Regions from separate parts of the Mus musculus genome. Here all the other regions are linked to region 3. Evidence: chromatin contacts called from public HiChIP or PLAC-seq and promoter capture Hi-C data. All regions are on one chromosome and are shown on one strand. The core of a region is the stretch at or near the end of the contact, and the rest is flanking DNA. Distances in the headings are between cores, read along the strand shown.

Region 1 (3,748 bases), core at 539-3,038, 890 kb after region 3:
CTTGGGTGCTTCAGGTCCCTCCTGCTCTCAAGATCTCACTGTCTACTGTGAGAGGTTGGGGCCCATGGGTGATCCTGCCACTGTCAGCTGGCATATGCTGAGTTGTCCCTCAGTTTGTTTGCTCACAGTCACTGATGTGCCAGGTTCTGGGACAGGTGGCACTAGAAGCAGATAAGCTGGCCTTTATCTACAAAGGTCTCTGGTCATCTCTAGCCCAGTATGATGCTGGGATCTTAGACTTAAGAGGCACCATGGTGGTAGGGTACAGGGTGCATACATGTTAGGGATGTGTGTGTCTTCTTTCAGAAGTCGCTTTTGAAAAGAACAAGACAGTGAGCCCTAAAAGGTGCTTTGACTGCATGGCCAGCACACATGGCCGTCCTGCATCCATACTGAAGGAAGGGAACGGTATCATTAGCCTACAGGCTCTGGTGTCCTCTTTACCCTTTCCTTACCTCCCCCCTCTCCCAGTTCCCCCTCCTTGACCTCCCCCTCCCCCAGTGTCCCTCTCCAACCTCCCTCCTCCTCTAGTTCTCAGCAGCTTTTCAGAGTCACTAATGCATCAGGATGACCCACCAGCTTCTCATGCTTGTGCCTGGACCAGGTTCCAAGTCCTGTGAGGCACCTGCCCTGGTACCCACTTTGGAGATGGGGCACTGATGCTGGGTGAGATGGAAGAACTCACCTCCCCACCTTGCCTGGTGATGCTCTAAGAAGTGACACCTTGGAGACCTGGGCCCGGAGGGGTGATGCTCGTGGCCAGGAAAGCTGTTGCTGTGTCTTACTAAGGCCTTGTAATCAGTTGGGAGATGGGTGTGTGTTAAATGACACACATCTGGGCCAGGGAGCCATCAGGCTCAGGGGTTCACCAACTTCAATGCCCAGCTACCCCTGGTCTTTAGCCCATCCCTTTTCCTGAGACTTGTGCCCTGGGTATCTAGGGGAGTCTTGTACCCTGGTTATTACTCAAAGCCCTCAGAAGGAAACAAGAGCAATCCTTGTGGCATAGAAACAGAACAGACAACAGCACCAACTCATTTCCGATGAAAGCAAAGAACTGTGTTTTTAGTTCAGGTCAGTAGGACATAGGTGTGTGCTCTGTGAAATCTTCCTGCATCTGTGAGACTCAGCTCTCTCCCAGGCTTGGACACAGTGGGGTGACACTCGAGGTGTTAACACATTTCCTCTCACATCTTCATAATAAGAAGGAGGGCCTAGAGGACCTATGGTCCAACAACAACAACAACAACAACAACAACAACAACAACAACATGATTCCACTAAGTCCGGAGGAGGGCAGGTGCCTCCTTCATGCACCTATCTGCTTTCTTCTTGCTCCCAGAAGACAGCCAAGAGGAAGCCAAGAGGGCAGCCAAGAGGAAGTTTCTGTACAAATAGCCTCTCACCCTGGGCTCCGGTCCAAGTCTCCCGAAGGCACCAGCTTTTAGCTCAAAGGAAGCTTTTAATTAAAACCAACTGTTTAGCCCCAAATGGGCTCCCCAAGGATTTCGCCCATTGTGTTTAAGGCATCCAGAAGAAGCCCAGAGTTCAGAAGTAAGGTGTCGCTGCACCCTCCCTGAGCCAGATTCCCTCTTCTGGGAGTTCTGCAAGCCCCAGGTCCTTGGTGCACTCACCAGCCTCTCTCCTGGGAATGCCCAGCCTGTAGCTCTGGCTCGGTGGGTCCTGGCCTCTGCTCCTTTCTCTTAGCTCCTGAGAGAGAAACCCCAGGCACCGAGCGAGGCCAGTGTCAGGGTGCACTGAGCTAGACAGAGCTGTGTGCGGGGATCCAGGCAGCTGTGGCGCCGGTCCTGCCCAACTTGCGGCTCAGATCACGTGGGCTACTCCTGACCCGCCCAGCTCCGGGATCGACGTGCACCCCAGGGTGCCTGGACAGGCCAAGAGCAGAGCGGACTCCAGTGGCCCTCCTGGGAGGCGCTGAAGTGGGTATGGAGGACAGAGGCACCTTGTCCCCAAGCCGGTTGAGAGCAGAACACGCGTTGGAGTTGTGCGCTCATTTCCACCACTGGGTTCTGGTCCCCCATAGGAGGGATCTGCTGGCAAACCGCATCCTCTGAGAACACGGCACCTCCGCAAATATCCATTTTAACTCTTTACTTAGCTTCACAGACAGGGAAACTGAGGAAAAGCGCCCTACCCAAAGTCACCAACTTCTTAGTGAGACTGTGAGCCCAGGTTTCCAGCTGGAGTCGCTGTCCCCCAGGCCCTCAGATGGACTCACAAGCGGCCCCCCCCCCCCAGTCCGGCCAAGGCCTTGACTATTGAAAACAGTCCAGTAGGTCTGTGGTCTGAGAAGCTCCACCCAGAGATCTGCCCTGGATGTTGAAAGAACATAACCTCCCCCCATGCCGCAGCATAAGAGCACCCTGACCCCTTCCCTATGGCTATATTAAAAAACCAACCAAACAAAAATTCACTTAGCCAAGTGTGTGCTAGTTCACACCCAAAATCCCAACACTTGGGAGGCTGAAGCAGGAGGATTGCTGAAAGTTTCAGACCAACCTGTTTTAGTATTGAGTTCCAGCCAGGCCAGCCTGAGCTACAGAGAGAGGCCTCTACTCTTTGAGGACAACTTTTACAACTCAGTGCTGGCATCTGCAACATAGAGACAGGGCCGTAAACAATAACTAGCTCCAGGGTGGACAGATGTGATAGTAGCATTTATTCCCTGTCAGCAGGAGAGGAAAGGGAACCTTAGAAGACATGCTTTGGGTCATCTGCAGATGTGTGTGTGTGCGCGCGCGCGCGTGCGCGCGTGTGTGTGTGTGTGTGTGTGTGTGTGTGTGTGTGTGTGTGACTGAATATGTGATTGTGTGTGTGCATATGACTGAGTATGTGACTCTCTCTGTGTGTGCATATGACTATGTGATTCTCTGTGTATGTGTGCATGACTGAGTGTGTGAGTCTCTCTGTGTGTGCATATGACTGTGTATGTGATTGTGTGTGTGTGTGTGTGTGTGCATATGACTGTGTATGTGATTATGTGTGTGTGTGTGTGTGTGTGTGTGCATATGACTGAGTATGTGACTCTCTCTGTGTGTGCATATAACTATGTGATTCTCTGTGTATGTGTGCATGACTGAGTGTGTGAGTCTCTCTGTGTGTGCATATGACTGTGTATGTGATTGTGTGTGTGTGTGTGTGTGTGCATATGACTGTGTATGTGATTATGTGTGTGTGTGTGTGTGTGTGTGCATATGACTGAGTATGTGACTCTCTCTGTGTGTGCATATAACTATGTGATTCTCTGTGTATGTGTGCATGACTGAGTGTGTGAGTCTCTCTGTGTGTGCATATGACTGTGTATGTGATTATGTGTGTGTGTGTGCATATGACTGAGTATGTGGTTGTGTGTGTGTGATTAAGCAGCAGCTGTGTGACTTGGGATTCTTAGGAGAAGCATGACTTTCTGGCAGCCTCACCCTGAACAGGCCGCCCCCCACAGCCTCACTGCTGTCCGGCACCTGGTGTTAGTAATAAACTCGACACAGCAAGTTGCTTTGGACTCAATATTCACAGCACACCGCCACATGAGCTCCTGGCAAACACTCACTAAGGCCAGCAGAAATCCGTTTCATCCTGTCTGATGATGTAGGCTATGTACTGCACGGTTGCTTGATGTTTACTGGTGGGCAGGTTCTTTTCGAAAGATAATTCTGCTACAAATCTTACTGTAGAAAGGAATATCAACACTGTGTATTTAGTGTGCCTCAGATGGTGCAGACATGAT
Region 2 (3,582 bases), core at 657-3,156, 830 kb after region 3:
CCAGTCTTCAGGGGAGGTCATGTTACAGGAAAAAGATGAAGATGTATTGTTAAAGTCACTGGAGCCCTTGTCAGCTGACCCTGAGTTGAACAAAAAGAGGATTGTGCTTGTTAGTCCTGTCTCAACCAGACAAACCCTCTAAGAGAGGCTCTAGAGGTCAGAGAGGGCCTCTTCTGACTTTGAGAACGTAGGGTGTCATGTGAGAGGGGCCTATGAAGAGATCTGTTACCCCAAGAACTCTGAGCAGCCAATAGAAATGGGGGAGTCTCAGTGCTTCTATCCCGGGGAACTGAAGGTTCTGCGAACATCGTGTAAGCTCAGAAGAACTGTCCTGATTGCCTTATCTATGTGGGAAGACCTGCCCCCGTCAAGGGCAGCACCCTCTGCACAGCCCATATATAAAGGGCACAGCAGTAGGAAGATTTTTGGCCTTTTGCTCAACTCCCTCTTGCCTCTGAGTTGATTCCTCTCCTTGCAGCTATTCCTCCACTGATGTCAGAACCAGTGTTTCCAGCCTTCTGATGTGGACTAGACACCAACAGTTCTCCAGAAACCAACTAGTTTTGCAACACCCCCCAATTCCCCTGAGACTGCAGAGGTCCCCAGCCTCATGAACTGAGCAAATACTGGGTTGTTTGCCCCTCTAGAGGGAGACAGTTACAGTGGGATTGTATCTCACTGGTGAGGCAGCCAGCCTCACAGACCAAACGGCTTCTAGAGTCTCACTCTTTCAGTGGGATTCAGCGTTTGTTACTGTTTTTATGTAAGTTGACTTAATACATTCGGCACATATAAAGCTCTTTCCATTGCTCCTTGTGCATGTGTTGCAAGGGCAGGTCCAGCCACCCACAAGTCTGTCTTCAGGGTACTGAATCGAGATTAGAGTTTAAATAGAGGGCCAAGGATAAGCACCTCTATTCTGATCAGTCTCAGACAACGTGTGGTCCCGCCCACCACGGATCCGTCATTATAACAACATGAGAACTTCAGTCTCATTGTAAGGTAGTCCGACAAGCTGTTAGAAATGCATGCAATCTCTTCCCAGGCAGTGTACTCCCCAGTACAAGATTGCTAGGAGAATGCCCACTCCTTTGGGCTCGCTGTTTCAACAGTCTGATGTTCAACAGTCGAACTGAGCTACCTGTTACCCTGCAGCTCTGAGACTTGACCTCTCCTTACAGCTCCCGAGCTGTTGTCTGTCTGTCCATGGGGTTAATAACTCTTTATAAACCCCTTTGATAACCCCCCCCCCCCGCAACAACCCATCTCAGTGTCCCCTTGAACTCCGGAGACCTTTGTACCAGTACCATTTCCAGTGTAAACCGAAAAGGCCACGCCCACACATCTCTACCCACTACAAGGAGGATAGAAGCGGTGCTGGGTGCCACACCTTGGATGCCAATCTAGGCACAGGGAATCAGGGTCCTGTTCAGAAACAGAATGAGGTTCTTGGTCTTCAAGGCTGTGGGGGCACCCAGACGTGTGGACAGGGTGTGCGTCCTGGAGGACAGGGTGACAAGAAGAAGGCCAGTGGCCTCTGCAGAGAAACAGGTTCTTCAGGGTGCATTGGAAAGCCTCTTGGGAATCCACGACAGCTGCCCCCTCCCCCACTTAAACGGTGCTGAGTTCCCCATTGGGAACACAAGCTGGTAATCCAGGTGAGTTGTGAGCACAGAGAGAACACGCGATTGCCTGGGACTTGTGGCTGAGCACAGGAGAACTGATTTCCATCTTTCTTCAGCCTAGAGTTTCTCCTTCTGGGGATCCTCCAGCCCTGCCCAGGCAATTACCTGCTCCAAGGCACACCCATCCCAGGCTCTGGCCCCGGCCCTGCCCATCTGGCATGCGGCCTCAAACTGGAGATGTTTACATAAATTAAGAAGTGAGCTCGCTCGCTCCTGTAACAGAAGAGCTGTTCTCTAAGTCTGTGATGCTTTCTGGTACAGGTGAGACCTGGAAAGGGCTGAAATTCAGGGCTGCAGCTCGGTGAGGAGGCAGAGAGCCACCAAGTGTGACTTCTAGCTTACTCTGACCCAGCTGATCACATGATCATGTGGGGACTTTGCACCGGAGTTTACAGGAAGAGTCCTGCCGGCTGGGGCCTTGGTGGGAGCAGGGGGCCTGCTCACTTCATTTGCTCGGCTGCTGGTAGTCAGTGTGCACTGCTCTGCCCACCCCGCCCCTGGCAGGACCCTGACGAGTCATACAGCACCCAGGGGAAGCACAGCCAGGGGAAGAGAGGGGTGCCTGCGGCCCTGTGGGATGGTGGTCTGTAGCACTCTTCTAAAGTGAACAGGTGAGTCCTTTTTAGATTGTGTTGTGCTGCGTGTGTGTGTGTGTGTGTGTGTGTGTGTGTGTGTGTGTGTGTGCTGTGAGCATGTGTGAGTGTGTGTGTATGTGTGTGTGTGTGTATGTGTGTGTGTGCTGTGAGCATGTGTGTGTGTGTGTGTGTCTGCTGTGAGTGTGTGTGCATACAGATGTGTGTCCCTGTGTTCTCAGGACCTGAATCAGAGGCGAATCTGAAACAGTAGACGCCTTGAGTTTGTTCAGCACCTATAGTGTTCTTGTTTGGGTCACATTGAATTTTCCTTGCAGAAAGTTCCAGTTAAGGGTTTTGAACATAAAAGGCGAGTGTGAGTGAGTGGGTGCCTTGTAAGGAAGCCTTTTCAGATGGCTGCAGAGGCTCCAGCAATAGCAGAGAGCTTGGCAGACTCTTCCAAAAACTCTCTTCTGCAGCTTGCTGTCAAATGCCATGTTGTTCTGAAGTTCGGTGTCTGGAATGGACAGCTTGGAGGATCTGGGTGAAGAGGAAGGGGTGCAGCTTCCTGGGGTTTCCTCCTTCCCTGAATGTGTTTTCTTAGGTGGAAGAGAGGCAGGCTTGTGACTGCTGAAGAAGGACCCAGTCAGGATGGGAAGAGACTCCCAATTGCAACCACTGCCTTCAGAAAGATCCAAATTCTAGAAGAGGGGGCAGGTACCACATCTCCAACTTTCCCTCCAAGTCGAGGCTTCTGCCTGGCTGCTATTGGAAACTTGCAACACACAGTCACTCAGAAAGCAACACGAGCACATCTGCCGTGGTCTTATCTATTACAGAGAAAAATAATTAATAGCAGGAAAAAAATTCAGTGATAGGGGAATGAACTATCAAAGCGAGATAATTGTAGAAATCTGACGCAGGCACGTGGACACTGTGTTTGATGCTATGACCATTAGGGCAGAGTGTGAGATTACATCAAAGCTGAGGTATTGTTGTTGTTATTGTTGCTGCTGTTTTGTTGTTATTAGAGATAGGGTCTTACTCTGTAGCCCAGAAAGGCTTGAAACTTGTGGCAGCCCCCTGCTTAAGCATCCCAAGTGCTGGGATTATAGGCTTACAACAACTATTGGTGTTGTTTTGGAGGTGCAAAGGCAGAGTTCCCCTGTACCACCCCTGAGGCATATCCTGCCACCATCAGTGCTGGGCCGAGCTGGTGCCTCCCGGGGTCCTAACAAGCATAAAAACCCATCATGTTTCAGCCCCGAATTTCACGTCTTTGCCTTGGAAAGCTGCTGGGCCTTTGGTGATGATGCCCAGGCCCT
Region 3 (3,612 bases), core at 326-2,825:
TCTGAAACACCAATCCGGTGCTCAGCTGTGCTGAGCTGCCTTCTTCCCAGGCAAGGCCCTGCTCACACTGCTTCTTCATCCACACCCACCGCACACTCAGACCTGTTACCCAGCCTGAATCCCTTGCCTCTGTGTCTTTCCAAGTTCAAGGATGGTGGTACTTAAGCACACAACTCTAAATACGATCCACCTGCTTGCAGGCAGCCAGAGACTCCAAGCCGCTACATCCACCCAGGCCTGGGCGCTTGAGGGTTCCATACTTTTGGGGCGACAAGGGTCTACTGCATTCTTGGCGCCCAGAGATTTGCTCCTCTGTGAACCTGGAGCCCCAGCGCTGAACAGAAACCTCTCTGCCGCGCCAGGGGCCAGCATCATCTTACGTACTGAGCCGGCTAGGGCTTGAACGCCCTAGCATCCAAGGCGCGGGCCGGAACTGCGGATCAGAAAGAGCGGATTGTCTGTACCACGCGTGGGCTCCTCAGCTCCATAGAATGAGCGCGAGGCAACAGGTCGGCCACAACCCAGCGGGCATCGCATCTCCTGGCCTCCGCTGGCCTAAGGAAGACGTTTTGACAACCGCTCCCCACAGAGTCACCCACAGATACCCATCCACCAAAAATGAAAAGTGACCATTTGTCCAATAAGTGTATTTGGACCCTGATGGGGAACCACAGGCGGGTGGATTCCGAACGGATACCCTTGGCAAAAGACCTTGGGCGTGCCCCCGGGGTAGGAGAGTTTTCTCAGGTCGCGCCAACCCTTGCAGGGTGAGGAAGCTCACCCCATCCCTGTGCGGTTGCCTGAGGTACCTTCACGAGGAGAGATACACTGGCCCGTCCGCCCACCCACCCGTGCGTCGTGGATGCCCACCACACGCAGCACCTACCCTGGCTTGCGGCTCCGGAGGTGGATGGCACGGCGCGGCGCTAGTGGGAGGCGGACATGGACCACGCGCCCTCCATGCGCCACACGGAGAAGGCGTAGCTGAGACGCTCGTGAGCCACGTAGCTGCAGCTGGTCATCTTATTGTCCATCTCGTCGCTCTGGAGAACCTGGTAGAGGAAGTCTATGTACCTGGCGGCCAGCTTGAGCGTCTGGATCTTGCTGAGCTTGTCAGAGGGGAGCGTGGGGATGATCTTGCGCAGCGCGGCGAAGGCCTCGTTGAGCGACTGGGTGCGCTGGCGCTCGCGCACGTTGGCCAGGATGCGCTGGCTCTGCAGCTCCTCGAAAGACTGCGCGCTCGGGCTGCCCTTCTTGCCGCGCTTACCCGGGGTCGGGCTGCCATCTTCGCTCGATTTCTTGCTGTAGCGCCGCTTCCGGCCGAAGCGCTTGGGCTGCCTCTCCAGCTCTTCCTCACTGGTGCCCAGACTGTCCACGGGGGACACCGGCGAGCTGGAGCCCTCCTCCATGGCGCCCGCCCGGCGCGCGTGGGGCTGGGGGGCGCCGAGCGCACGCCACTGGCCAAGCCCGCGGCCGCCGAGCACAGGCTCCCGGGTCGCTCTCAAAGGCTCTGATTTCGAGGCCGGCTTGTGCAAAACCGAGGTCTCCGGGAGAGGAAGTTATTCTAACTTTTTTGGAAACTCTATCCCGGCTGGGTTGCTAAATAGCTGTCAGGAGCGAGGGCGGCGCGCTGATTGGCCACCGTGGCCAGGGGCAGGACAAATTCTGGGGCCTTCGCCGGCCGCCCCCGCCCCCCCCCCCCCCCCCGGGCGGCACTTTCAGTTTTGTCTCCGCTTTTTTCGGCCCTGACTGTGGCCCGCATCTCGGAGGCCAGATCCGCGCGCTCAGCCTGCGCTCCTACCCCAGGCGCGGGCCGCTAATCAGCGGTGCTGACCTCTAAGTTCAACGGTGCCTGCCTTTGTCTGAGTCTCCTGGAGCAGATTTGGCCCTGCCAGGGTTCAGGGTCTCTGCGAGGGGTGGAGGAGGCAAGTCCAAGCCCAGATGTGCTCCGTGGACCAAGGACGCAGCTGGGAGCCTCTTGGGGCGCGCACTGAGACCTCCGGCGTCTGCAACGCGATCCTGCCCGCAGTGAGTGGAGCTGTGCAGGCAGAGTGCCACGACCCGGGGCAGGGCAGATACTCGCCTGTTGGCAGAGATGTCCACCCCCACGATCTCGCCTCTAGGATCTATAGAGACGCCGCCCGGCTCGGGCCAGTATGCAAGTTGGAGATCCTTTTTCAATCCCGATTTTCTGGGCTACTTCAGCCTGGACACGTTTTCAGAACCTGCCCCCTAAATGCTTTATAGCTTAGGCATCACAGCGAGCCTCTGCGGGAGCGCCCATGTGCCCGCCATGCCTGCCTACCTGACCTTGCCCTGAGTGTTGGATCCCGGTTTGGGGTTCAGCCTCAGCCTCTGTACTGTGCTTCACTTGCAGGCGGGTGGTGGGCCCAGAACACTGAGACTAGGGAGAGGCTGAACCTGTCTGAAGTCCCCTGCCCTGGGCACTGATGGGCAGGGCAGGAGGGCTCAGGATTGCAGAACATTGGGCCAGGCCTTGGTGAACAGACATCACGGATCCCGGCCCTTTGCCATCTGGACTCTGAGCGCCGAGCGCCAGCCAGCGCGTTTGAAGTGCTTGGGGTCTCTTTGTTCGCCAGGCCGCTCTAGCTGGGGCCTGGAGGTGGTTTACAGCTTCCTTGCCTTTGAACCTATTCCCAGGTGACCCGGGCTCAACTAGGCCAGGCTTGAGCATGGCTGTCAGAGAAGCCCTGTGATCAAGGGCTAACTAGGTCTTATTGAAGTTGAACCTGAGGCCAGAGACTGCTACAGCCTCAGCCACTCCTGGGGGCAGTGGGGAGGGCCCCCGATGTGGGGCCCTCGGGTTGAGACCACTGTCTAAGGAGCTGGAAGAGCTGTGTATGCCACTTCTTGCCCCCTCACCAAAGGCCTGGGCTCTCCACCTTTGGGGACATGCAACACGCACCACTGGAACAATGCTCTGTGGAGAGCAGGCCCACTCACAGAGGACTGTCACAGCTCTGTGGCTCCTTAAACATTCTCAGGCTTCAGAAGGGTAGTTAAAGGTCTCCTTCAGCCACAGTGCCCATTGCCAGGCTGACTTGCCTTCTGGGAAGGCCACATTTTATCCAATGTCCCTTTCCTTCATCTTTTAAAAATTCAAAGTTCCTTTAAGGACCAAAAAACCGCATCCAGATCCCAGCTTCCTGCCTGCATGAGACGGCCTTTCCTGGGACTTCCGGGTGGAAGGCATAGGGTGCAGGCATGCTGGGTCACGTTTGGGTGTATCACTCAAACGGGTGAGGCATCTCCTGACCTGGATCCCCTTTAAAGTCCGGCTTAAATAAATAAATCAGGTGATACTGTCCTCCCTCTGTAACCAAAGGGTGTTTTCCCAACAGAAGCCTTCTGGTGCCCAGCCCAGCAGCCACCCCCTCCCCTGTGTCTGTGTTTCTCTTTCTCACTGTCTTCTCCTCTCCCCTCCTCCCTTCCTCCACCAGGCAGAGGTCATAGTTGAGAGGGAAAGGAAAACAGCCCAGCCAAGAAGCCTGGTAGGTCTCAAGCTGCCTGCCCGGGCTCAGTTCAGCCAGAGGATGGGGGTGGGGACATTGCATGGAACATAGAGCTGCCACTCAGAATGGGGGCTCCCCT
Region 4 (3,241 bases), core at 268-2,767, 850 kb before region 3:
AGACATAACATTTAACCCTCCCTGTGGTATTAGAAACATGACAGACAAGTCACTTTCAGTTCAAAGGAACTGGGGGAAAGGCTGTGTTACGGCGAGCAGAGATCAGAACTCTGCAGTGGTCTGAGGTGAGAGAGTCACGTCTGCCCAAGGGCTTCTTCTAAGTAAATGGGCCTGTATGGCACTGGATTGATGTCACTCCTGTTGCTGCTGACCTGTGTCTCTGGTATCCTGTCCCCTGACTGGAGTCCAAGGCAGATCCTTCGGCTTGTGTCAGCATGTCCGACGTGGTGAAGCCCTTGTGGGAAAAGCTCAGATGACATCCTTCACAGCCCAGGGTCAACACCAGCCCTTCCTGGGTTCCTGGGAATCTTTTCCCATGATGCAGAGAAATGCAGATGACAAAGAATCCTGTGAGAAAAAACAAACAAACAAACAAACAAAAAACCATGGGCCATGTGAGACCCATCCTTCTGTTGGGGGTCGCAAATGACCACAAGCTAAATATTCCTTGCTGGGAAGGGTATGTACTCCACCTCTCAGGGAGGCAGCTGTGGTGAACCAGGCAACTTCCCAGTGAGATGCCTGGCTCAGTGGTTCAGTTAACCCTTTATGTCACCGAGAAGCCACCAGTGGAGCTTCCTGCAGTCAGGGCAGGGCCTATAGCAATCCCTGGATCCTTGGCCTCAGCAAGATCTTTCAGTTCTGCCTGGGCTGGTTTCTGGATCCATTAGCCCCCAGGAACCCAGATGCTCTCTGTGCGTATTGGGGGTGCAGTATTGATTCCAGATGGTGGCCTCAGGTAGCGCCACACCTATCTTGCTCCTGCCTTCTGATCCCAGGCTCAGCCTCCAAAGCAGCCCGCCTCTTCCCATACTCTATGGGATGACAGCAATAGACACCTGCTTGTCTGTGCACATTGTAAGTGTGTACACACCTGTGTGTGCATATGGTGTTGGGAAGATGAGTGTTTCACCTAAAGTGAATATTTGGGGGTGGGTGGGTTGGGGGACAGATCCCTGGAGATGTTTGAGACATGAAACTTCCGCTAGAAAAGCTGGTCGCTTGAAATTCAAATGTAACCATGCGTCCTGTATTTCTTTCAGCCACACTGGAGTCCCTAGGACCCCCCAACCCCATCTCATCCCAATCCAGGTCAATTCTTCGTGGTTTCTGAAGGGGTACTCGCCGGGGTTGACCTGGGACCTTTTCAGAGAGTCTATGGTCAGTTCAGGAAAAGAACGAGGTATTTTAAAAGAAGGTGATCACATGCTTTCACATTTCAGCTTCAGATCCGTATGCGGTCAGTCTTATGACATGGAAGGAGACTTTGATTATTCCAGAACACAAACCCTGTCCTGTGGGCCAGCTGCACAGGAGCCTGTGAGCATGGCGCCCCCTGGAGGCCATCTCAGAAACATTCCACTCCAAGCTCTGAGCCTGTTCTCCAAGCAGCCTGGGACCGGCTGTCTCACCCCAGGCCCTTCTAGATTTCCTGTTAAAGCTGCCACACCCGCATCAGCTGTGGTGGCGTGGAGGGACTTCCACCTTGACAGGCTTTGCCAAGTCAGCTCAACACGCTCCCAGAATTCTCCCTTTTCATGTCCAAGGTAACATGTTTAGTTAAGCTCTTTAAAAGTCCGATAGGGATGTGTGTGTTTGAGGACAAACATGGGTGACATTAGAAGTCTGCGCCCCCCTCCTTTGTAGGAGCAGGGATGGCACTTCCCAAAGGAAATGTGTCTACCAGGGCATGTTTAGAGGGACAAGGGGCAGCATGACTTCTAGAACCTCTGAATCCCAGCTCTGTGTGGTCACATGACGCCACTCTCCTTGGGTTTGAATCCAGCCAGAAGACTCCAGCCCTGTCAGTGAGGTACTGCTCAGTCCCTGGGACACCCGGGTACTCTGCAGGCACAAGCGGGAGGGCAATGCTGCCATCTGGGACGGAGGACTTAGGGCAGATGTCAGTCTGGGAGATGTGAGGAGAAGGCAGACTGTGAGCCATCACCCCCTACACCCCAGTACTTATGCTGGCCACGGTCCAGGAAACAGGAAGTGACTCTAGGATCAGTTATAAGCCACTTCCGAGGCTTTGCGGGGCTCGGGGATGTATGAACAGTGCAAAACACAGGCGGACCATTCCGTGGCAGAGAAGAATGCAGGAAAACACACTGGCACGATGAACTGTGGCCTTGAGACTTTAAATTATGAGCACCTGCCTGTGTCCATGTTGGGACAGCTCAATGGATGATGGTAAGCTACTCTGGGCTCTGCCTTCTAGGAGAATGAATTTGGGTTGCGCTAGCATTTCAGAGTACAGGCAGGGGCATCTGCGAGGCTCAAGGAGTAATTATTAGTCAGATGTGGTGTCCATGGATGGACAGCAGGGGGCGCCAGATACCTCTGACTCATTCCCAATCCTGGCGTTCGTTACCACAGGGTCCTTTTCAAGCTGACTGCCACGGGAGATAACAAGGGGCCTCTGTCCAGCAGAGTGGCCTTATACATCTAAGCATCTCTTGAATCCAAGCAGACAGACTGTTAAGACCTTGGAGGTTCCCTCCGAGTTTCTGTGTGGGGCGGGATATTATGCACTGGATATCATGCAGGCTTCTGAGCAGTCACTGGGCAGGTTTCAAGTTTGCCCATCCTATATGGTATTGTTCCTGGGCCCGACCTTTGGGAGCTTTTGAGAATTCGAACTCTTCCCTGCCCTCAAGCATTGAATTTTAGAAGGAATCCTAGCAATTATTAAAGGATGGAATCCAGTGTTTTGGGATTCCCATCAAATGTAGGAATGCAAGGGCCCTGGGGAAGGCATTTACCATTAAAAAAAATGACATTTACTTATTGTGTATGTGTTTGCAGTGTGTTCCAGGTGTGTATGTGTAGGTCAGAGAACAACTTGTGGGAGTTCGTTCTCTCCTTCCAGCATGTGAGATGTGGGGATCGAACTCGGTTTAGCAGCAAGCACTTCTACCTGTTCAGCCATTTTAATGGTCCCTCTTGAAGGCAGAGTGGTCTGCAGGAGAACAGGGAGACAGATGGGTGAGGTGCAAAGGAGATGTGTTCTGGGTGGGCGGGGGCAGGGGGTGTCTCTGTCCAGGCCAATGAGATAAGGTGTCTGAAGGATCCAGGCAGAGAGGAAGTGTGTAGGGGTGGAGATGTGGTGCAGGAAAGAACGTGTGTCCCAGGAGGTTTGGAGGACCTGGGAGATCAGGACCTGGGAGATCAACTGACC
Region 5 (3,254 bases), core at 368-2,867, 670 kb before region 3:
ATTTATTTATTATTTATATGTAAGTACACTGTAGGTGTCTTCAGACACACCAGTAGAGGGCGTCAGATGTCATTACGGATGGTTGTAAACCATCATGTGGTTGCTGGGATTTGAACTCAGGACCTTTGGAAGAGCAGTCAGTGCTCTTATCCCATTCTTTCTCTATTCATATGATGTTAGCTTTAGGATTTTGTGGGCATACTTTATGAAGATGAAGCAGCCACCCTGTAGCCTTTGTTGGAGCATATGTGTTCTTTTATTTTAAATGAATATTGAATTTTGTCAAATGCTTTCCCTGAACCAAGCAATCTGATCACACATAATTATTTTGGTTAGTTTGTTTTTTATATCAGTTGATTTTAGGATGACATCCCATTGCTTGTGGTGCACCACTCATTTCATGTGTTGCTGGATTCAATTTGCTGAGATACTGATATATGGAGGTCTTACATTTTTGTACTGTCTTTGACAGTTATGGCAGCATAACATGCGATAGTAAGCATTATCGCTTCTGTTTTCTGGAGGAGACTGTACATATTTAGTATCATATATTTATGTATAAAGTAAAATTCTTCAGTAAAACATACGTGCTTGGGAAATTTCTCTTTTGGGGTTGAGTGATTTTTGAATTACACTGGAGGGGAGTAGGGAAATGAGATAATGATCAGGATTCAAAAGAAATGAGGAGAGGTTTCCCCTTCCCGTATTCAATGTACTGTAAGGATACAGGACTTTCTAGAAATCCAGAAATGCGGGGGAGGTTTTGTGTTAACTACATGGAAAGTGGTCCAAACCCAACCCAGAACTCCTCATTGTCTTGGGGATCCTCTCCCTATCAGCACTTTCCTGGCTTCTGCGCACTGCACTCTTCCACCTCAGAGGCTCTTGGAGCTGAAGAGCTTTCCAGGAGGTGACTATAAAGTCGGCAGCTGTGGAAATGAGGCAGGGTGATCTGCACTGGAGATATATGGTGGTGCCAGGTCTGTGGCCACCTCAGCTCTTAGCACTACAAAAGCTCAGAACTGCTAGGTCGTGAATTGGTTGCCCCCACAGGGCTCAAGCTGATGACAGGTCCTTCTCTCAGAAACCTAGGCAGGGAGAATGTGACGCCCCTAGAACTCAGATGGGGAATGGACTCTCTCCTCAGCGACCAGAAGGGCGGGGAGCGGATCCTCCCTACAGAACTCAAACAGAAAGTGGGTCTACGTTTGGGCGTGGAGCAGGGAGACAGCACAGATTCTGGGGAGCGAGAGGATTCACCCCACAGAACACCTGGGAGTGGGGGGTCACACTTTTGTCACACAACTCAAGCATCTGCGAGAACCCGAGCTCAAAGCTGGGAGCCTCAAGGCCCAGGCAGGACTTCTAGCCCTTTGCCACTTTCATACTATAACTTGTCTAGGATCTAGGCGCGCTCCTCGCCCAAACAATCTAAGCTCAAGCAACTAGAGCGTCGACAAGCCTAAGCTCCGCCCCTTCCCTCTGGCCCCGCCCCGTCCCAGTTCCGGAATATTTTCTTTTTTCGACAGGCGCCGCGAACACTCAGTGGTGACGTCATGGCAGCGCGCCGCGGACGAGCTAGGACCCCGTCGCGTTCATGTCCCTCTGGTCCTTGAGCCGGCGCAGACGGCGAAGTCATGGCCTTGAGGTTGCTGAGACTCGTCCCGGCGTCGGCTCCCGCGCGCGGCCTCGCGGCCGGAGCCCAGCGCGTGGTGAGCGGCGGGTGGCTCTCCTTGCTTGGATCTCGGCCTGTCGGCTCCGAGCCCTGACGCTCCGGCGGCGTCTGTCAGACCCGTGAGCCGCGAGCTCCTGAGGCCTCCGCTCACAGCACCGGTGCAGCGGGACTCACTTTCCCGGCTGCATACGGAGAGCCGAGATGCCGGAGCTCCGGAGCCTGGGCCCGCATGCTCATCGGTTCAGAAACTGCTTTGTGGAACGCCTTGTAGACTCTGGGGTGACGTGATGTGGAGCAGCAACAGAGATTTGGGGTAGATTGGGGAGGATTAGGACCTTTTAGGGTGCATGCAGAATAATGGGTGACAGTAGGTGCTTAGGGGACCGTGGCTGGAAACAGGACACGTCTTATGACGGCATCATAACTTCTTTGCTTTATAGTAGCTAGAACTACATAGGTGGTAAATCGGAAAGGGGTTGACAGTCATGCTAAGGATTTTTATTTTGAACAGGAGTGATCTGTGTGTGAAAGAGGTATAGATGTGAACCAGAGAGAGACGAGGTGTGTGTGAATGTGAGCCTGGATCGGCACTGTCAGCCTAAGCCCCACTATGAATTAGCACTGTCAGCTTAAGCCTATTAGGATCGCAGTGGAGCACAGCAGCAAGAGCACAGAGCATATTCACAATCCACTCTTGACCTTGACCCTCAGAGACCACACTCCTTCCCCTGTATCTTCACATCACCCTCTTCAGTGAAGTCGTTTCATATATTCACATGTCGGAAGTTCAGTCACACCCCGTTCCACCCTAAGCTTTTCATGCATTGAGTTCATTCTTTATGCTGTGAAGTTTTATTGTTTTGCACAATGAGCAATATTATATTTTGGACTTTACAATACACACAGAGTAGTTCACAGCCCTAAAAAAAAAAAAATCTATTGTCCTTAATATTCATTTATTTCCCACCCTGTCAACTCCTGACAGCCACTGTGCTTTTGATGATTTTTGTCATTTTGCCTATGCTAGACTCGTGTAATCAGTCACACATATTACCTGACACAGTGCTTTCTTTTTTTACATAGACTTTGACAGTTACACTTAGAATTTATTTGTGGGGCTGCACAGCTGTTAAGAGTACTTGTTTCTCTTTTAACACACACACACACACACACACACACACACGTACACAATCTAGACAATATTTCTTAAGCCAGATGTTGTGGTGCACACCTTTAATCCCAACATGAGACAGGCAGATCTATGAATTCTCGGACAGCCTGGTATACAGGGAGTTCCAGACCAGCCAGGGCTACATAGCAAGACTCTTGTCTCAAATCCAGCCCCCAAAAACAGCAGGGGTGGGGGAAGACTCACTGTGTCTTTATGGCCTTTTTAGTCATTCCCTTTAATTCCATAGTTTGGTTATACTGCCATTTATCCATTTACCTATTGAAGATCATCTTGGTAGTTTCCCCATAAGGCAATTGTGAAAAAGCTGATTTAAGTATTCATGCAAAGCCGGGCATGGTGGCACACACCTTTAATCCCAGCACTTGGGAGGCAGAGGCAGGTGGATTT
Region 6 (3,724 bases), core at 523-3,022, 630 kb before region 3:
GCACTAAACTGCATGGGGGTCAGGGCTGTGATGTTTGGCCTCCCCCTCCCACTGCAGCTCTGACTTGTGAAGTCTTGGGGCTGGAGTTAGTTTGAAGCCTGAGGAGGTCTCAAGTCTTAGCATCCCTCCCAGCAGCAGGAGTGCTCGCTTGAGGCTGGGGATTGGGCAATGCACAGAGGAAGAGAGGGAGAAGAAGAGGCCTAGAACCTCAGATGTCTTGGACCCCCTCCCTCTCTCCTACGCCGGAACCACCTGGGTGTCACTTCCTGCTGTTACCAAGATGGAAGGGGACCGGACCGGAACCACCTGGGTGTCACTTCCTGCTGTTACCAAGATGGAAGGGGACCGGACCGAGAGGGCTTCATCAACAGAGCCAGCAGGTGTCCTAGGTCCACCATTGGGTTCCAGGCTCCTAGCCTGTCTGTTGCCTCGTTTGCACCCCAGATGTAAGACTTCATTAAAGGGTTCCTACTAGACTGACTGTTCAAGGGCTTTTTTTTTTTTTTTTTTTTTTTTTTTTTTGGCTTTTTCGAGACAGGGTTTCTCTGTATAGCCCTGGCTGTCCAGGAACTCACGCTGTAGACCAGACTGGCCTCGAACTCAGAAATCTGCCTGCCTCTGCCTCCCGAGTGCTGGGATTAAAGGTGTGCGCCACCACCACCTGGCTCAAGGGCCTTTTTAATTGGACAAATAGGGGTGGAAATGTAGTGGGTTGGCCCTATGTTGCTTATATTCTAATGCTAATTTGGGCCCCCCAAAACTGCCCCAAAGACAAGAAAGTCTGCACCTAAGACACTGAGGGCCGGGCGGTGGTGGCACATGCCTTTAATCCCAGAATTAGGGAGGCAGAGGCAGGCGGATTTCTGAGTTCGAGGCCAGTCTGGTCTACAGAGTGAGTTCCAGGACAGCCAGGGCTACACAGAGAAACCCTGTCTCCAAAAAAAAAAAAAAAAAAAAAAAAAAAAAGACACCGAGGGACCCTGCCCCAGTTAATTCTGATTGTTAAATAAAGATGCCAGCAGCAGCCAATAGCCGAAGAGAAGAGGCATAGGCGAGGTTTAGGTTTCCCCGGCTTGAGAGCCCGAGGAAGGGAGGAGGAAAGGAAGGAGGAGAAAGAAAGGAGCCGCCATGGAAGAAGAAGAATATGCAGGAGGGAGGAGAGCCACAGTGGGGTTGCTGAGCCGTACAAACATGGACGTGTGGGCTGGCCAAATTAGAGTTAAGAGCAGCCCAGACAGAGCATAGAAGTTAGTAAGCAGTAACCGGAGTTATCAGAAGGGAAGGGGATTCTAACAGCATGGAGGGGAGGCAGTTGCCCAGCTATTGTGCTGCCTAAGGGATATTTAAAAATATAAGGCTCTATATGCCTTTCATCTGGAAACATATATGGTCAAAAATGGGAGAGAAAAAATAAACCAGCGCAGGGATTTTTAAAACTGTTTTTACTACACTAGACCTTGCTAGAGCCACTGATGTGAGTCACGTGCCTTCTTGCCCTCCTGTCCTGCACAGAAGCTGGGAGGACAGAGGACAGCTCTCTGTGACCTAACAGGACCTTAGAGCCCAGGGTACCCTGCAAAGACGGCAGTAGGGTGAAGGCCACAGCTGACATGCATTTGGCTGAGGGGACATCCAGGAGGCCAGTGGCATGACTTTGGGTCCAGCTCTGGACTCTGACTGGCCACCACCCCTTAGCCTCACGAGCTGATGACCGTAGCTTAAGGAAGTATCCTGTGAGGCTAGTCCTGCCATTTGGGCTCTGCTGGGGGATGGTTGTGTGCACTGTGTATTCAGATGCTGATTTCTATGCCCAGACATCTGGTCCCAGTCAAGCATCTCCGGTCTCACTGTTATGTAAAAATTGTTTTCCCTCACCTCTGATTGGTTAATAAAGAGCTGATTCAGCTGATAACTGGGCAGAGGGAAGACGGAAGGCAGAATATCTGATCCTAGTGATGGGGGTCCCAAGTGAGGGAACTGAGGGAGAGAAGATGTGGAGGGACCAGGTGGAGGGACCAGGGGGAGTCACCATGAGGGGACACATGGAGTAGAACAAGTCTGAGCAAGACTCGGATTACAGCTCAAGGACCATGAGGCTGGGACCTTGTAGGGTTAGAATAAATGAACATCTGCCCAGTTAGGGCTGCCAGCTTGTTAATAAATCTATTAGGTCTCAGTGTTGTTCATTTGGGAGCTAACGTGGGCTAGAGTGGGCATAGAAACACTCAGCAGTTGTTTAGGAGCAAGGGGAAAGAAAGCCGCCTAAAATTACTTTTACAGGGCTCTCTGAAGGTGTCTCCTCCCGTGTGCTCAGCTCCAAGGCCAGGGCTATAACAACTGGCCCTGACACAGGACACAGAGCACACTTGCTTCCCCCAGCCTTAGCCTGTCCTTCCTAGGCTCTGCCTCCTCGGTCACTGTGAGGTCTGAGTCTCCATTCACAGCCTTGCTCCTGGGGCTAAGATCCTCCCTTGTCCATCTGCTGAGCTGCCCTCTGGAACCTGCGAAGCTGGCCAGGTGGTGCTGAGAGTGAACTCTCTCACTGTTGAATGACCGACCACTCCCCATCCCTGCCTGAGTTAGGATGTTCAGCCTACAGGACCCTGATTCAGCACTGAAGCATCTTCAAAGACCACCACTAATAAACTATGTCTCCACCAGTGAAATGAGCCAATCCAAGCCAGATTAGAATATATCAAAGGTGGGTTTATTGGAAAACTACTCTTGGGTGAGTTCACTGGCCCCATTGGCCAGAGGCCAGGGAGGTCAGCATAGGGAGATGAGTGAAGGAGGAAGAAGAGAAAGAGAGAGAAGTGGGGGGGAGAAGAGAGAGTAGACCAAACTGTCTGGATTATATAGGGAAAAGCCTCTGGGAAGGGCAGCCAGCCCTTGGGCTGGGAAGTTCAGGGTTGGGGGCAGGGTATGTCAGGTAGGGACTGAGGGATGCTGGGAGAACCTGGAGACCAGGTCTGCTTTGATGTGTAAAATATGCACCTCAGTCCCTTGTCCTGGGCTCCAAGACCAAACAACGAGGCCAAGGCTTTTGAAACTACACCTGCTATAAGTACTTTTTCCAATGTCTGCATCAAATATGGATGGTTTTCAGAATCACATAGTGGGCATTTAACAGTACCCACAGTCAGTTTCACCCTTTGGTTTTGTGAACTTGAGGCCATGGTTGGCTGAATCCAGTCTACTCTCACATTGAAACTTGTCTCTCTGGGCCTGTTTATTTTTTCTTCCATTTTAAGAAAAAAAAATATGACATAGGACACTTTGTTGTTTGTTTTTGTGCCATGGAAGGTAATTAACTTATCACCAGGCATGTTAGGGACAGAATTTTTAATAAAAATTAGATTTCTCTTGAATTTGTCTTTGGTGGGAACTCACATAATTAGCCATATATATAGTCATGCAATATTGTCAAACAGAACACAGAACTTTGTCAGCTACCCTGTAATTTGTTGTTTTTTTTTCTTTAAAAAAAAAAAATCAGCATTGAGAACAAATTTCCTGAGATCTTAGCAACGTGGGAAGTCCAGACACTAGAACTGTGAAGAGGAGGCCTGAGATGGAGAAAGCTCAGGCCTGAGCAATGGTGGAGAGGCCCAAGGACCTCAACCTGCCCAACAACACCAGGATCATCAAGGAAGCATTCCTGAATAGCATTAGCATCTCCAAGGAGGCCAAAGTGCCACCTCCTGCACTGCCAGCATCTTCCTTC
Region 7 (3,470 bases), core at 789-3,288, 720 kb before region 3:
ATGGGCTAAGACACGGTTTGTCGGCATCGCTGGAAGTCTGACAGATGCTACTTTCCATCAAACAGTGGTAAATGCAGACTCACCGCTGCCCAAGGCACTGAGGATAAATGACGGATGAGCAGCCAACCCTGAAGAAGACATTGAAAGCGCCCCCTCCACAACTCAGGGAGCATTGTTGAAGAAAGGACAGAAAGAATGCAAAAGCTGGAAGATAAGGACAAGGACAGTGAGTGATGAGCCGTTCTGGGCAAGACTGAGCCCTCTGAATCATGAACTCAGGGAGGTGTGGATACCTGTGCTGGATCTGCATGATAATGGGTTTGTCAACAGACAGCAGTGGGCAGAGGAGGGGCCCAGGGGGCTCTGCCCATCACTGGTGAACTATTCGCTCCTTATGGATTCAGAGAGAGAGAGTCAGTGGCTTCAGCTGTTAACACACTGGTGACCCCACCCAGTTCCATTGAATAGGTGTAATCCAGCGCTTACACAGATGGTCTGTGTTAAACCAGATGGGTCAGAAAAATAAAACTTAAAGTCATGCATGTGGGGAAGGGATCTGAGGAGGAGGAGGTGAGCTGATGGGCTGGGGGAAAGAGAAGAAAGAATGGGGGCAGGGAGTAATCAGAAATATATATATATATATATATATATATATACTGTGAGATTGTCATTAAACCAAATTAATTAATAAAAATAATTTCTCTTGTAACGTAATAGACCATCTAACAGAGGCAAACAGTGCAGGCAGCCATGAACACAGCAAAAGTCTTTCCACTATGGGCAAAAAGCACCTTCCTGCCAGGTGGCCACACAAACCTCTCACTCTTCCCAGGCAATGCCAAGAGCTTGGCCTCCTTGATTCTATACCTATGACTGTATGAAGGATGAAGGACTTGTTATAGCCATGATTATTTTATAGGTTTGGTTTGGTCTATGTTGCCCAGGAACTGGGAAAGGACCATCCACGCCTGAGTTCACAGGCTCTGGCAGGGACTGATGAAAAGTGCTTTGGCTTTTTCTGGGAACCTAAGAAGATGCCCAAATGGGCAATGAGCATGTGGGGACATAAGACCCACCTACGCCATCCTGTGTCCAGACAGCTCACTTGTGGGTTCAGCTGGCTCAGCAAATAACACACTGTAGGACATGGGACTATTTCCAGCTTTGAGAGATTGTGAAAGGAACAGCCATATAGATGGAGGTATCTGGAGTTGTACATGAATATATGTCTAGTTTTACAACTCAATAAGAAACTGCTAGACGTCCTTTACAGAGCAGCTGGACTGTCTTGCTCACACTGGCAGTGTAGGAGAGTCTGCACCCACCACCATCCGGAGCTGTCTGGTGTTCTATTTTAGCCTCTCTGAGAAGCTGGAAGGCCTGCTTGGTTGTGTTTGATTTGTGACACCTACTGGCTGATGGGCGATTATGACTTTGTGGAAAGGTTGGTTGGGTTATCAGCTCGCTTCGAAACTGGACCGAGCCTTGTTCTCTCTGATGGCCTTGCTGAAGATATAGGTAGCTTGAGCCTACCTATACTCTGGGACTCACTCTCCTGCCTGGGATCAGTGGCTTCTATCACTCTGCCCACCTGGCAAGTCTGTTTGTCTTAGACATAAGCCGTGATATTTGTTCTGGTCCATCACAAGAAAGATGTCTCTGTCTACATCAAAAGTTCAACTTTGCCTTTTCACTCATGAGTGATGACAGTCATAAACTGCAGGCCTGAGTAGGGCCTTACCTCAACCTCATCTTCTGGACTAGACCTCGTCATCACTCTCCACAGAGACATGTCCCTCCCTGCCTTGAAGAGCAAAGGTGGCTCCAGTCAGGACAGGGCCATGTAGCCAGAGTGAGGGAATGGAGAGAAGCTCTGCCCAGGGCCTGAAGGCTTGGACAGGGTGCTGGGGACAAGGAGCAGAGACACCAAAAGGCCTGAGTTCCTTGCTAGCCCATGCCATCCAGCACAGGAGACCAGGGCTAATTGGCGGTGTGGGGCAGACACACTGTACTGTGGGGTAATTGGGCCCTGGAGTCCCACGTCCTCGCACATGGGGAAGGAAGCTTCCCTTTTCTCTCAGTGCCTCCTTTAAACCAGCTGTGGCTCAAGTGGGCCAGCTGCTCTGAGGGATTAGCCAGGCTGCAGCAGAAGCCAGGTGTCTGGGGGTGACAGTGGACAGAGAGAAGTGGTTTCAGAAGACTGAGGACAGACACACAGACACCGGCAGATCTCCAAGGTAGGGAATCACTGATCTTGGCACTGATTGTACCATAGAAATTTCCATGCTCTCAGCATCCTGTCTCCTGTTGCTATTTGCATGCATTTTCCAGCCTCCTCACACCCACTGCTTCTAACATTCTCTCCAATACTTACTATTCCCACTCTTCATTTTGTGCCCAACTCCGTGCACATGCCCCTCAGGAAATGTCCCCTTGACCCTGACTTCAGAAAAGTGGATGAATGAACCTCAAGAGGGCTGACATCTGCCTTGCTCCACTTGTTCCTCACAGGAAGCTGGCCTGTTCCCCTGAATACACACACACACACACACACACACACACACACACACACACACACCACACCCAGCCTGCAGTCAGCTGGAGGGATTCAGGCAGGGGCCCCAGAAAACCCATCCTTGCAGTATCCAGTGCTAATAAACCAACCCTGTGCAGTGCCAGGGCAGGCAGGACTGTGAGCCAACTACCATTTCCAGAACCCACCTTCACCATAGCCATAGGGTGTTGATGGATCAGAACCAAGCCTCTGGGAGGACTGCCCCTGTCTGTGGTCCACCTGATCACTCTCCCCTTTGTTGCCCTGCTTTTTCTTGCTCCCTCTCTCGCCCATTTAAACTTCTATTGCCCCATTTTGGTGAATCCAGAAAGAACCACAATTCTTTCTTGTGATTTGGAAATCTGAAGGCCACAAGCACGGGACTCAAAGGAATGCAGAGAACAGCTTCCCTCTAACATTTCCCATCAGAGTGAGACTGCCCTCTTTCCTAATGTCCTCCTGGACTCCTGCCTAGACTCCTTGGGTAGCTAGGCACGCCCCTGACTGTAAGGAAGACCCAGGACAGTTCTACCTCCAATCCACCCCAGGCTCTGATCCTAGCAAAATCCAACCATCCTTCCCAGTCAAGCTCTAGAGAGAACCACTAGCAGCTCCAGAGTTGGCCTGGATCTAGGCAGGGCTGGAGACTCTGGGGACAGGTGTGACAGAGGATAACCATTTTTCCAGGGCCCCTCACTTCCCAGGCCCTACCATGGTTGTGGTCTCACCTGCCTGCTCCTGCCCACTGCCACTCAGACTGCAGAGTGGCTTGTCGTGGGAGCCTCCACACTTGCCAAAAGTCTTGACAGGCAATGGAGGAACAGGACTTATGCCCTGTGCCCCTTTGCAGTGCTATTGTGAGCCTCATTGAGGCCTCCATGCCCAAGGTGACAGAGAAGTAAAGGGCGAGCTGAAC

What was found. Promoter capture Hi-C pulls out the DNA fragments that hold promoters and counts their contacts. HiChIP or PLAC-seq counts read pairs in DNA pulled down with a chosen protein or histone mark.
Region 1: a promoter capture Hi-C map of stem cell-derived epiblast-like cells shows a contact between it and region 3, with 2.7 times the contacts expected there. The contact joins the promoter of Mlph here to the promoter of Twist2 in region 3. A contact is called at or near these places in 4 of 39 promoter capture datasets (the C10 cell line, HPC-7-derived erythroid cells, pre-B cells and 1 more) and 1 of 115 datasets of contacts at active chromatin or transcription factors (pancreatic cancer cells).
Region 2: a contact with region 3 is called in a FOXA1 HiChIP or PLAC-seq map of pancreatic cancer cells. The contact joins the promoter of Rab17 here to the promoter of Twist2 in region 3. A contact is called at or near these places in 2 of 39 promoter capture datasets (HPC-7-derived erythroid cells and embryonic stem cells) and 1 of 115 datasets of contacts at active chromatin or transcription factors (pancreatic cancer cells).
Region 4: an H3K4me3 HiChIP or PLAC-seq map of stem cell-derived neural progenitor cells shows a contact between it and region 3, with 4 times the contacts expected there. The contact joins the promoter of Otos here to the promoter of Twist2 in region 3. A contact is called at or near these places in 5 of 39 promoter capture datasets (embryonic stem cells, hippocampal neurons and liver), 4 of 115 datasets of contacts at active chromatin or transcription factors (astrocytes, embryonic stem cells, pancreatic cancer cells and 1 more) and 1 of 9 other capture datasets (pancreatic islet).
Region 5: a promoter capture Hi-C map of embryonic stem cells shows a contact between it and region 3, with 4 times the contacts expected there. The contact joins the promoter of Ndufa10 here to the promoter of Twist2 in region 3. A contact is called at or near these places in 18 of 39 promoter capture datasets (the 3T3-L1 cell line, 3T3-L1-derived adipocytes, the C10 cell line and 11 more), 1 of 484 Hi-C or Micro-C datasets (the C2C12 cell line), 11 of 115 datasets of contacts at active chromatin or transcription factors (astrocytes, craniofacial prominence, embryonic forebrain and 5 more) and 2 of 9 other capture datasets (adipose tissue and embryonic stem cells).
Region 6: an H3K4me3 HiChIP or PLAC-seq map of embryonic stem cells shows a contact between it and region 3, with 4 times the contacts expected there. The contact joins the enhancer-like site here to the promoter of Twist2 in region 3. A contact is called at or near these places in 5 of 39 promoter capture datasets (3T3-L1-derived adipocytes, frontonasal cranial neural crest, hippocampal neurons and 2 more), 1 of 484 Hi-C or Micro-C datasets (embryonic stem cells) and 6 of 115 datasets of contacts at active chromatin or transcription factors (astrocytes, embryonic stem cells and stem cell-derived neural progenitor cells).
Region 7: a contact with region 3 is called in an H3K27ac HiChIP or PLAC-seq map of embryonic stem cells, with 5 times the contacts expected there. The contact joins the promoter of Olfr1414 here to the promoter of Twist2 in region 3. A contact is called at or near these places in 5 of 39 promoter capture datasets (embryonic stem cells, hippocampal neurons, liver and 1 more), 1 of 115 datasets of contacts at active chromatin or transcription factors (embryonic stem cells) and 2 of 9 other capture datasets (adipose tissue and macrophages).

The regions. Positions count from the first base shown.
Region 1 is chr1:90,913,140-90,916,887 of GRCm38.p6, reverse strand. It overlaps Mlph (melanophilin), which reads right to left and starts at 1,788. Exons shown (of 16, transcript NM_053015.3): 1 at 1,635-1,788.
Region 2 is chr1:90,967,944-90,971,525 of GRCm38.p6, reverse strand. Rab17 (RAB17, member RAS oncogene family) reads left to right here and starts at 1,906. Exons shown (of 6, transcript NM_008998.4): 1 at 1,906-2,296.
Region 3 is chr1:91,799,424-91,803,035 of GRCm38.p6, reverse strand. Twist2 (twist basic helix-loop-helix transcription factor 2) reads right to left here and starts at 1,575. Exons shown (of 2, transcript NM_007855.3): 1 at 887-1,575. The coding sequence starts at 1,409. The coding sequence ends at 927.
Region 4 is chr1:92,647,117-92,650,357 of GRCm38.p6, reverse strand. Otos (otospiralin) reads left to right here and starts at 1,517. Exons shown (of 5, transcript NM_153114.2): 1 at 1,517-1,607.
Region 5 is chr1:92,472,121-92,475,374 of GRCm38.p6, reverse strand. Ndufa10 (NADH:ubiquinone oxidoreductase subunit A10) reads left to right here and starts at 1,617. Exons shown (of 10, transcript NM_024197.1): 1 at 1,617-1,712. The coding sequence starts at 1,638.
Region 6 is chr1:92,430,404-92,434,127 of GRCm38.p6, reverse strand. It overlaps the pseudogene Gm7837. Among named protein-coding and RNA genes, the nearest start is that of Mir6900, 32 kb to the left of the region's middle. Within about 2 kb of position 1,772, at least 23 of the 459 cell types and tissues checked have an H3K27ac peak or open chromatin away from gene starts, as enhancers often do. A contact at or near this core is called in embryonic stem cells and hippocampal neurons, where this site is marked.
Region 7 is chr1:92,517,083-92,520,552 of GRCm38.p6, reverse strand. It overlaps Olfr1414 (olfactory receptor 1414), which reads left to right and starts at 2,038. Exons shown (of 2, transcript NM_147039.2): 1 at 2,038-2,237.